Linked DNA regions of Mus musculus: region 1 is linked to region 2. The links are chromatin contacts, called in public HiCAR-type maps. All regions are on one chromosome and are shown on one strand. Each heading gives the region's core, a stretch centred on a gene start, on an enhancer-like site or on the middle of the called end of the contact. The rest is flanking DNA. Distances are from core to core; before and after follow the strand shown. Region 1 has its middle 37 kb from the start of Gm34468. Region 2 has its middle 10 kb from the start of Gm34145.

What was found. HiCAR-type assays count read pairs that join an accessible place to other places.
Region 1: a contact with region 2 is called in a HiCAR-type map of PVALB interneurons, with 11 times the contacts expected there. The contact joins two enhancer-like sites. A contact is called at or near these places in 5 of 39 promoter capture datasets (the C10 cell line and embryonic stem cells), 1 of 15 datasets of contacts at CTCF or cohesin (embryonic stem cells), 41 of 484 Hi-C or Micro-C datasets (the 63-12 cell line, the AtT-20 cell line, the G1E-ER4 cell line and 22 more), 18 of 115 datasets of contacts at active chromatin or transcription factors (PVALB interneurons, cardiomyocytes, differentiating embryonic stem cells and 8 more) and 2 of 9 other capture datasets (embryonic stem cells and embryonic tail).

Annotation. Positions count from the first base shown.
Region 1 is chr5:129,453,875-129,458,927 of GRCm38.p6, forward strand. No RefSeq gene overlaps it. Among named protein-coding and RNA genes, the nearest start is that of Gm34468, 37 kb to the right of the region's middle. Within about 2 kb of position 1,532, at least 160 of the 459 cell types and tissues checked have an H3K27ac peak or open chromatin away from gene starts, as enhancers often do. A contact at or near this core is called in the N1E-115 cell line, PVALB interneurons, cortical neurons and 2 more, where this site is marked.
Region 2 is chr5:129,294,817-129,300,366 of GRCm38.p6, forward strand. No RefSeq gene overlaps it. Among named protein-coding and RNA genes, the nearest start is that of Gm34145, 10 kb to the right of the region's middle. Within about 2 kb of position 3,380, at least 47 of the 459 cell types and tissues checked have an H3K27ac peak or open chromatin away from gene starts, as enhancers often do. A contact at or near this core is called in the N1E-115 cell line, PVALB interneurons, cortical neurons and 2 more, where this site is marked.

The sequences.
Region 1 (5,053 bases), core at 282-2,781, 160 kb after region 2:
GAAGCCCTTTTTCCTCCTTCCTGAGTGTCTCTGATGCTGAAAGTGGCTGGGTCCCTTGGTCTCAGGCCTTCTTGCACTTTAGACCCTGACTACCTCAGCACTTGTCCACCTGGACCTCTGTCACATGGTCCACATCTCTTCACTGAACAGGAGTCCTACCTGATCAAAGCTCCAATTATAGTCCTGGGACACACACTACTGAACTACACTGGAGTGAGCCTTGGGGGCTATTTAGATCATGGGCAATCCTTCATTTCCACTCCAATCTCATGCTGATATTACTGGGGTTCTACCCATCTTGTTCCTTCTGCACTGGGAAGAACCCATCCCCCAACCCCTGCCAGCTGCCTGGGTCTTGAGTTATGACACTTTTAATTAAATTACTTTGCCAGAGGCTCTTCACTCAAAAAGCAATCGTTCTAATTGCTCATTTTGAGATCTGATCTGTTACTTCCTTGACAGAGAGGCCTGTGGCTATGACGTTGGCAGAAATTAAATGTCTACATCTATATATCCTATCTGTACCCACAGGTGCATGCACACGTGCGCGTGCGCACGCGTGCACACACACACACAGAGAGAGAGAAAGTTTAAAGGGACTTTTCCTATCTACCTGCCACAAACCTCCAAGAAACCACACCTCTCTGGCTGTGAGCAGTCTCTCGTTCTTCCATAGGAAGCTGCCATGAGACATCTCAACACTGTGCTGCACAGCTTCTGGAGGGGAAAGACCCACCCCAAACTCATGGAGCAGTCCTCTATAGAGATTGTGATCCCTGCAGCGTGGACACCTCTCTACCTACCCTTGTGTGTGTTCCTCAAGGTTCTTTGAGAAGGACCCAGACCGTGAGGCTGGTTCCAGGTATACCCTGACCTAGGGTAGGAAGCAGTTCGGCAGCCAGAACTAGGACCGTACCAATTTCACCTGTGCAAATCTTGTCTCTGCAGTGACATGCTGTGTCACTTTGGCATGTGCCAAATCCCTCTGGGCCACAGTTTTCCTATCTGCGTGCTAGGCAGTTGATCCCACAGTGAGACCAGCAGGCTGCAGTGTGCTGTAAGGAGCTGTAAGCATGCCCGTGCCATCTGTCCAGCACGCAGGCCTGCCCTCATCCCCACTGTCTCTGTCCAGGTCTTTGCCAGCATGTGACCAGGCTGACCTCACTGTGAGTGGAAGAGTGGATGCAGCTGCACTGTGGCTTCCATGGGCCTGAGGTCCGTGAGCGCTTTCGTGAGTTCTTCCTCCATAAAACAGTTCTCAAATGACAGCTTGTGGCTGGTGAGAACAGGAATCAATCAATGTTATATTTTTTAGAATGCTTCCTTTGGCCCAAGAGCTCATTTTTCTTCCAATTTGAAGAGAAACTAAAACGCTTTAGTCATCCCCAAGTCTTCAGTCAGCCTGGACACACTCCAGGAAGATCTGCATCCAGCTGGCACCTGCCTGCTAAGACTCTTTCCTGCGGCTTCGAAAAGAAACCCAGAACAGATTGCAACCGGACACTTAGGTCATGTGGCCGTCACTTTAGCCAATGCCAGGAACGTGGGCTGGAATATGCTGATTAGTGGGCGTGGTTTGCTCTTCCCTTGATGGTTGTAGCCCTATTCCTTTCCTAGAATCAAGTGCCCTGAGCAAGGGCACCCCAGCCCCAAGCAAAAAAACAAAGCTTGCAGACAGCAGGTGAATGCCAGACAAGGCAGCTAGAGACCACAGGACGTGATTGGGATCCACAGCCCAGGGACTCTTTTTGATGGCTTGCAAAGCTAACTCTCTAGGGATGGGGCAAAGTCCAGGCTGACACACAGACATCCGCATCTCAGTGTGGGGTTGTCCCCAGCAGTGCCTACAGCCTCAGCAGGGACTATTGTGGTCCACCCCAGAGCAAGAATCTACTCCACAGTGGTGCTGTGTCTTCAGGGCATGTGGACACTGGGTCCCTTTGGTTCTGGGAGAAGGAGGAGGAGGAGGAGGAGGAGGAGGAGGAGGAGGAGGAGGAGGAGGAGGAGGAGGAGGAGGAGGAGGAGGAAATAGAAACAGAGACAGAGGCTTTGTGCTATGGGCTGGACCTCTCCTTCCTGGCTACAGCTAGAGCCTGAACCCTCTCTGGGAGAGAGATGATTGGACTTCCAGATGGAAGAGCCCCCAAGAGGGCATCCCTACTTGCTACTGGGCAGTGCCCTTGTGTGATTGAACACTGCAGGCTTAACTCAGCAATGGAGCCTCTATGAGCACCCAGTAGCTGCTTCTGAGCGCACATAGGCATGTCCTTGGTGCTTGGAGTGGTACACACACAGCTCTTGGGATGCTTATGAGACATCATCCCAGATTCCAGAAACCATATCCAGGTGTCCCCAGAGCTCTGAGCATGTGAGAGCATGTATGGACACACACTCACTCTTCACACACACACAATGCTGTGCACACACTCAGTTTCCCTAGCTATGCGACACACCACATAGTTTGCTTTCTTAGGCTAATACATGACTTCACTTGAGTCTTCTCTCTCAGAGGGAGGGACGGAGGGACGGATGGATGTCAGAGCTCATAAGTCCCTTCCCACCTGCCCTGGATAGAAGAGACCAGTGGTCAGTGGAGAGAAGGAGGTCATAGTTGTACTGTCAGGGGCAGAGGAAGATGGTCTAAACATGAAAGGCCTTCAGAGAGCCATACAAGGCTGCCTTGTATAGGGAGTAGCCCCTCCCAAGCTGGGGTTTCCACACAAGATGGTATACGGATAAAGGTCAACCAGCTGCAATATGTGGCTTTGGGGTGGGGGTGGGGGTGTCACACAGGTCTTTTTCTAGCTTCACCCACAAACGGGAAGGGGGGCAGACACCAGGCTACAATGTGGGCAGGGTTGGGATTACTCAGGTCTATTTCTAGCTCCAGCCCACGAGCCACTGAATGAGACAGTTTGCGGAATGAGGCATTAGACCCCTGCAGCTGTGACCTAAGAGCAAAAGCCACCATTCTCAGAATGGGAGGGAGGCCAAGGGCCCAGTTATAAGGGAGAAAGGGGCTGAGGCTTCTTTCTGCACTGGCAAAGAGGCTCCCCCTAGGGACCAGAGGGAAGGAACTACCTTCTGCACCTTCCAGCGCTCCCAGTTGCTATGCAGAGCATCCCATCTTCCTCAGAGCATCGCGTCCTCCTTGCCAAGTGCTCACTTTCCTCATAACCACCCCCAATCCTTTCCCTACTGTGGCCCTGCTGCTAAGGTCGAAGTCTTACCAGACAGCCCTGAGCTCGGTGCAAAATGGCAGACTCCCTTTGCCAGTGGGACTTCCTCTTCTCTGAGGGATCCAGAAGCCCACCTGAGGAGTGTCACCTGAGATCCTGCACCTGAGAACCCTGGAATGCTTCCCCATGCTAATGAGGCATTTCAGAACCTCAAGCCTTCAGCCAATGACCTTTGCCTGCCCTGGATAGTCTCACCCCTTTCCCCAAAACTATATAACCCTTGAATCACCCCGAATAAAGGGTATGCATACAAGTCCACTCCAAATAAAGAAATAAGCTCAAGCTAAGATCATCTCAGAGAGCTGTTTCATTGAAGATTGCCAGAGAAGGCTTTCTCCTAGAAGAGCTGTAATACTAAGATCCTCAGAGAAGTCCTTCTGCCCCTTGGCCCCCACATTCATTCCCAGCCAGACCGGGATCCTGCAGGACTCCATCTGCTCTGCACTCTGCTTTATTATTCCTGCCCGGTGTGCAACGGGGTCTGAACAGCCTGAGGTGAATGAAGGCAGGGGAGTATCCAGAATCACACCCTACTCCCTCCCCAAAACTCCAGACCACTCTATATCATTGTCTAAACCAGCAGCCTCCCACAGCAGGGCGCAAGTGCTACCCCCCTGAGCCCTAGTGCCCTGGATGGTGACTGGACTGTGTCCACACTTCACAAAGACATTCTCTGAGAACATAGAATGGTGAGATCCATGGTGCAGGCCAAGGTTGCTGTGAACAGCAATACTACCAGGCTGAAAGGGTTAACCAAGAGCCGGAAGCTGGGGAAGCAGTGGGTGTCAGCCCTGAAAGGGATGAACAACCAGGGCCACTCTGCTCCCTGCGTCTGTCTCATCAGAGAAAGCAGGAGGGAGAAGAATGACAGGAGTTGGAGGGGGGTTCTGGAACACAATGAAGGATAACCACATATGCAAATGCTGAGGTCAGTCTCCTACACTAAGCACCAGCCCCCACCAGGATCCCCTGAGTCACAGGGGAAGGGGAAACAGGGATGCAGTTGTGTTGTAGGGGAAATGTCCCTCTGTCACTCTATGAAACACTGTTTCAAACAGTGACCCAGGAAGCAGGCTGTTTTTGTTCTTGGACCAGTCAAGAAGCCTGTGGACTCAGTGGACCTCAGGCGGGCTTCTCAGCCTCAGTGGCTGAGCCATTGGAAAGTTTCCCCGAATGAGGGCTGTTGAGATGACTCAGCCGATGAAGGCAGCCTGACAGTCTAAATCCAATCCCCAGAACCCACATAGGAGGAAAAGCTGAACTCCTGATAGCTGTCCGCACTCCTGCTGTCGTATGCACACACATGCACACAATCATTCATGCTGTCGTGAGAACACACATATACACAATAAATACAAATCACTTTTAATGGTGCCATGACGGACAGCAGAAGACAAGAGCATTCTCTACCCATCTGAATCTCAGAAAAGGACATTCCTGCACAGGCCATCAGCAGAAGGTCCCCTACATATCATGTCCCTTCTCCTCCCTAGCCTTCCTAGTCAGGGCCAAGCTGGACTTCAGGATGGGAGGTGGGGCCAGGTCTCCTGACTGACCCTGTCCTCACTGAGACTTTCTATTTCCGTTGTCATGACAACCTTAGAAAGCATGCATCCTCCCAGTGAACTGCCAAGTGCATTGAGTGTCACTGTAGGAACACAGCAGGTGCCAAGTCTCCCTGAAGCAATGTGACCTTTAGGAAGCATAGACCTCTCAGCTAGAGCCCTAGGCCAGAGCCAGCTCAGAAGAGCAATAGGGCTCAACTCATGAGTCATTAAAAAATATGCCAGGGCTGACGAGATGGCTCAGCGCAT
Region 2 (5,550 bases), core at 2,130-4,629:
AGAGAGTGCTGGTGCTGTGTTGATAACTCGTCTGTCAACAACACAGGAAACCTAGTCCAGAAGAACGTGCTAACCCTTGGAGCTTTGCAGACACAATAACCATCTTGTATTTGGACTTGAACCCTGCTGGTGTGGAGGGAGGAGGAGAAAGCAGCCAGAGAGGCCAAGCTCCTGCTCTGAGGAGTCAGCTCCATAGAAGGATCGCATCTGTCAGCTTCTCAGGGCTACAAGGGGAGCCATGAGAATGAGAGTCTGAGGCGGGGCCTGTGAACTTTCCTTCTGCATTTCCTGACAGTGAGCCTGAGACTAGAGTACACAGGGAACATGGTGTGGGTGGCACACTGCTCCTTGGGAAAGAGACACCAGTTAGAGTGTGAAATGTCAGTGTTGACAAAGCGGAGGGCTTGTGTCCGGTGCAGCCAGTCTCCGTATTCAAAACAAGAATATTAAATGTCAGCTCAAAAGTCTGAGTGAAGACACCTTTCAGCATGCTGGGAGAGGTTCTGTAGAGCGGGTGTGAAGCCTGCTAGTCTAGGCTGGGCCAGCATGCCTTCTGGCTAAGCTGATGTGCTCCCCAGAGCCTGAGCAAGGGATGGTGGGGCTGTGGGAGGACAGGATGCTGTCTTCTGACCAGACCCAGAAGCAGGGGGCGGTGTGTGTGTGTGTGTGTGTGTGTGTGTGTGTGTGTGTAGTGTGTAGGAACAGGTGAGGGAGGGGCACAGACTCAGATGCAGTGGGGGAGGGGAAGAACTCCAATGGAGGAGGACACAGCGTGCATACCACAGGTATCTTCCAGGTCTGGTGCTATCAGCTAGGATGGTTTAGGATTCCAGGGAGCAAGCCTGCCCAGGTTACGGATCCCAGTGTATAATTGCAACTGATCACTGTCTATGCCCTTAAGTTAGGTAAAGAAGCCATATGTCGGCAGCTGGGGAGATGGCTTAGAGGTTATGAGCACTGACTGCTCTTTCAGAGGTCCTGAGTTCAAATCCCAGCAACTGTGTTGGATTCCCAGCACCTACAGGAAGGCCCACAACTATCCGTAAGTCCAGTTCCAGGGGATCAATGACCTTTACTGACTTCTGAAGGCACCAGGCACACATGTGGTACACAGATTCCGTGCAGGCCAAACACCCATACACATTTAACAAACAAATGAATGAATAAACACATGAACTTTAGAACCCCAGACACAAACAAGCATGAACTCCCTTTAACTTTCCTCCCTCCCACTGAGGGTCTGTCTCCAATCCTTCCCCATCTACCTTTCAAGTACCCCTCACAGGAGGGTGGCGTTTAGCTCTGTAGATTATAGGAATAGCTAAGTGTTCATGGGCCAGCACGGTCATTTTCATGGGGATGACTTTGAATCACCGGGGGTGGCAGGCAGTGTGTTGTACTGTATACACAGTGTTGCTTGTTCTCTTCCACAAAACTCCACATCACACCACTCCTTATCCCAACCTCATGAACAGAGCAGAGTCTTTGATGCCATGTGGCCTAGGCGAGCTTAGCAAGCCTGAGATGATCCCAGATACCCGGAGGCCCCGAGTACCACTAAGGTGAGCAGGTACTTAGTGGAGAGATGGGAGAGAAAGAGAAACAGGGTAGCATGGGCACAATGAGAGCTGAAACTGGAGACTCAAGGGTGGTGAGCACAGCCTGATGTTTGCAGCCAGTGTCTTCACCTGAGGCTATGGTGAGGACCTGGCCTGTGCTGCCTCAGAGGATCACATCTAGATCCGTAGCTCTGCATCAGTGGGGTGTGGGTCAGGGTAGCGGGGACTGTCTGTTACCACCAAAGGCCATGCAGAAGTCTCTGGTCTGGGCTGTGGCCTGGGGCCATGTTGATAAGTGAGGGCTAGCCCCATCCCTAGCTAGGCATCGTGGGAAAGCTGGCATATAGAGTGAGCTAGCCCTGACCCGCTCTCTCCTGGACAGTATAGGAGAGCTGGCCCTGGTAGTGTATGGATGCCAGAGAGCTGGCAGGATGACCAACACAGCTACCACCCAGGCCCAGATCCAGGGCTTTGAGCTGGCCCACCTAACATCTACCCCATCTATGAAGTACTGCAGCATGTAAAGGGGCCGGACCTTCGGAACCAAAGCTGCACGCTCTGAGACGAGTCCCAGTGAGGATCCAGTACTGATAGTGTAGCAGAAGCCAGAGGCCTCAGACCAGACCAATCACTCACTGCAATGAACATTTACAAGAAAAGCTGGTGGGCAAAAGGACGTACTGTGCGACACACTGTGACACAATGCAGCTTCCATGGCAAAGGTTTTTGTCAGTTTGTCTTCTTTTGGGGGGAGGTTGCAAGGGTGGAGGGTAGATATGGAGGGAAATGCATGGGACTGGGGGGTGCATGATGTGAAATTCACTAAGAATCAATAAAAAGTTAAACAAACAAAAACCGCCAGCCAAAGCAAGTCGGGCAGTGGTGGTCCATGCCTTTAATCTCAGCACTCAGGAGGCAGAGGCAGGCGGATTTCTGAGTTCAAGGCCAGCCTGGTCTACAGAGTGAGTTCTAAGATAGCCAAGGCTACACAGAGAAACCCTGTCTTGAAAAAACCAAAAAACCAAACCAACAAATAAACAGAAACCCACCAAAGCCAAGGCTTGGAGCTAACCAGGCTATAGTCAGCATGGAGCTGGGACCCCACCAGTTTGTCCAGAGCCCTTCTAGGATAGTGATTCTCAACCTTGCTAATGCTGTGACCCTTTAATACAAACATGAATCCCCTTTTATTTTTTCTCCTGTTGTAGTGACCCCCCCCCCAAAAAAAAAAACCATAACATTATTTTGTTGCTACTTTGTAACTGTATTTTGTTGAATCCTAACAGAAATACTTTAGAGCTAGCAGCCTGCCGAGGGGTCCAGACCCACAGGTAGAGAATCACTGTTCTAGAGTCTCAGGAGTTAGGTCACTGTTGCTGGAGTCGGACAGAGAAGCAAGCTTTCTGGTCCATTACAGCTGTCCTCCGAGGCAGCATCCACAGGGTTTCCTGGAGGAGACCAAGTCGGTCCCTCTCCCACGAGTTGTGAGACACTGGCCTTATCTCTGCTCTCTGGCAGGAAGTTGAACAGCTTCCATCCTATTAATTACTAGGACAAAACCCAGAATCAAAAAACAAAACAAAAACAAACCAACACCAAAAAAGAAAAACCCATCTTGGATTTCAAGCTTTCGTTTTCTCTGAACACAGTTTAACTTCGTTTCCCTCCAGAATTAGAAATCCCATTACCAGCGCTTGCTCTGCTGTAAATGGCTAATTGCTGCCTCTCATTAATTAGCGAGAGGCCTGTGGCTGTGTCTCAGCCTCACAGCAGGAGGGGCAGTCACTCAGAAAATGAGGCTTGGGTGATGAAAATAGGCTGGCTGGCACACTGGGGGAGCCCGTGGGGAGAACATCTCAAGGGGACGAAATCCCAGCTGAGCAGGGACACAGAGACAGCACTCACTCTCTTCCCCTGAGGCCACCAGTGAGGGGCTCTGCACTCTGCTTGCTGGCTTGGTCTTCCCTGGGGACCCCCTAAGCTGGCCCAGGCCTGAAAGCTGGGGTGATACCTTGGGTGCTGGGTGGTGGTAGTCTCACTCATGTGTAGGTGGAGGGCTGGCCTCAGCCTTTGCACATTCAATCCCCTACTTGTCCCACTAACTGCCTATCAGGAGCTCCTGGATATTCTCCCATAGTTCAGATGGGAAAACTGAGGCCTACCAGAGAGGAAGACTGGATCAGCTGCTCCCCAACCGCAGTAGGGAAAGATTTGAACTCAGGCTGCTGGGACAGAACCTGCTGCCTGGCTTGGCTGTGCTCCCTCCTAGCAAATGGCTCCTGTCCTTCCAGATCCCCCCCCCCCCCCCCCCCAGATCTAGGCCCTTGACTGATCCTTACCAGGTTGTCGCTCACAAACAGCCCCTCAACAGAGAGGTCTGAGTCATCACCATGGTCACTCTGTGCGTACTGGGTGTCTTTGTGGAGTGTGAAAGCTACCCAGTTCCCTTCTGGGAACCAGCATTCTGAGGGCAGCATTCCTGCCAGAGGTTGCTGCCAGGGGGAGGGAGGGGGAAGAAGGAGGAGGAAGAGGAGGAGGGTGTTTAGGGCAAGGGCGAACTAGCCCCTACCCGACCCCTACTGGTAAGCAATAAGGTCCACTTCCACCCCAACATCCACCCCCAGTCAATCTGCTCCCAGGCTTTTTAGCAGGAAGATTCTTGGCCAGTGCTGAGCTTTCGCCCCAGCCTCCCTCACAGCAGGACCCCTGCCCCACCTCCTGTCCAGAGAACTGTGACCCTTTCCACTCTGTGGGCGGGGCTAGAACCAGACCTTCAGTGACCTCTGAAGAGCCTCACCGCAGCTGGCCGACCTTTATCCCCAAACCTTGCTGGGTGGAACCCTCAGCTAGTGGGAGGCTGTTCCCCTCACAGAGTGGCCTTGTCTCTCTCTCTCTGAAGGCTTTTCACATCTCTGTCCTCCCCCAGATGGTCCCGCTGTGGGGACGGTGTGTCCTCTGACCCCTGGTTCCCCCTTCTCTGGACAAGCAACAGGGGGCACAAGGGTTGCCAGTCTCTGCTTTCTATAACTGTCGGTTTTGTTTGTGATGTCCTTTCCCATCCAGCCCCTGCTGTAGGCAGGGATGAGTCACCAAAATCAGAGAAGGAATTGGTCAGTGAGGATGCGGAGCCACTCGCCAGCTTGAGGAGGCATCCACAATGCATTCCCTCCTCTTGACCTGTCCACACCCTGCTCAGAGTGACTCTCCCTACTTCCTGTCTGTCTCCCTACTCCACCCCCACACACTGTACATGTGAAATTTAAATAGCCCTGAGATGCAGGCATCTGGCCCACCAGGATGCTGAAATCCAGAGTCCCCAGTGGCTGAGACTTTAATACCAAGCCAACATGCCCTTCCTAGAGGGGGATAAAGCAACAGGGACCTACCCTACCTCTCTCTGCCCCAACTAAGCTCACCATAGCATGTGGGTTGCCTTAGTAACAGATGGATGGAACACATTCTAAACATTTGGAAATATTTTATAAGCCAAGACTTTGAGTTGCAAGTGGCTGAAGCCAGGGGGAGAGGGAGGGGAGAGGGGGAGGGGAGAGGGGGAGGGGAGAGGGAGGGGGAGAGGGAGGGGGAGGGGGAGGGGGAGGGGAGAGGGGGAGGGGAGAGGGAGGGGGAGAGGGACAGGGAGAGAGACTTAATCCCAGTTTTGAGAGAGAACCTTGAGTTGAACCCAGTGGAGTGTGCAGAGAGCTATTGGCATGGAGGAATAGCTTCCAATAGTCTTACCCTTCCTGTCAGGATCTCCTCACTATTCTCCCATAGTTCAGATGGGAAAAACTGAGGCCCAGAGAGAAAGACAGGATCAGTTGCTCCCCAACTGCAGTGGAGAAAGATTTGAACTCAGGCTGCTGGGACAGAACCTGCTGCCTGGCCTGGCTGTGCTGCCTCTTTGGGCTCCTGTCCTTCCAGATCCCCAGATCCTTCCTGCCAAGTTCCTCGGCTGGTAGAACAGTTGCTTCAATGGACCCAATTACTCAGG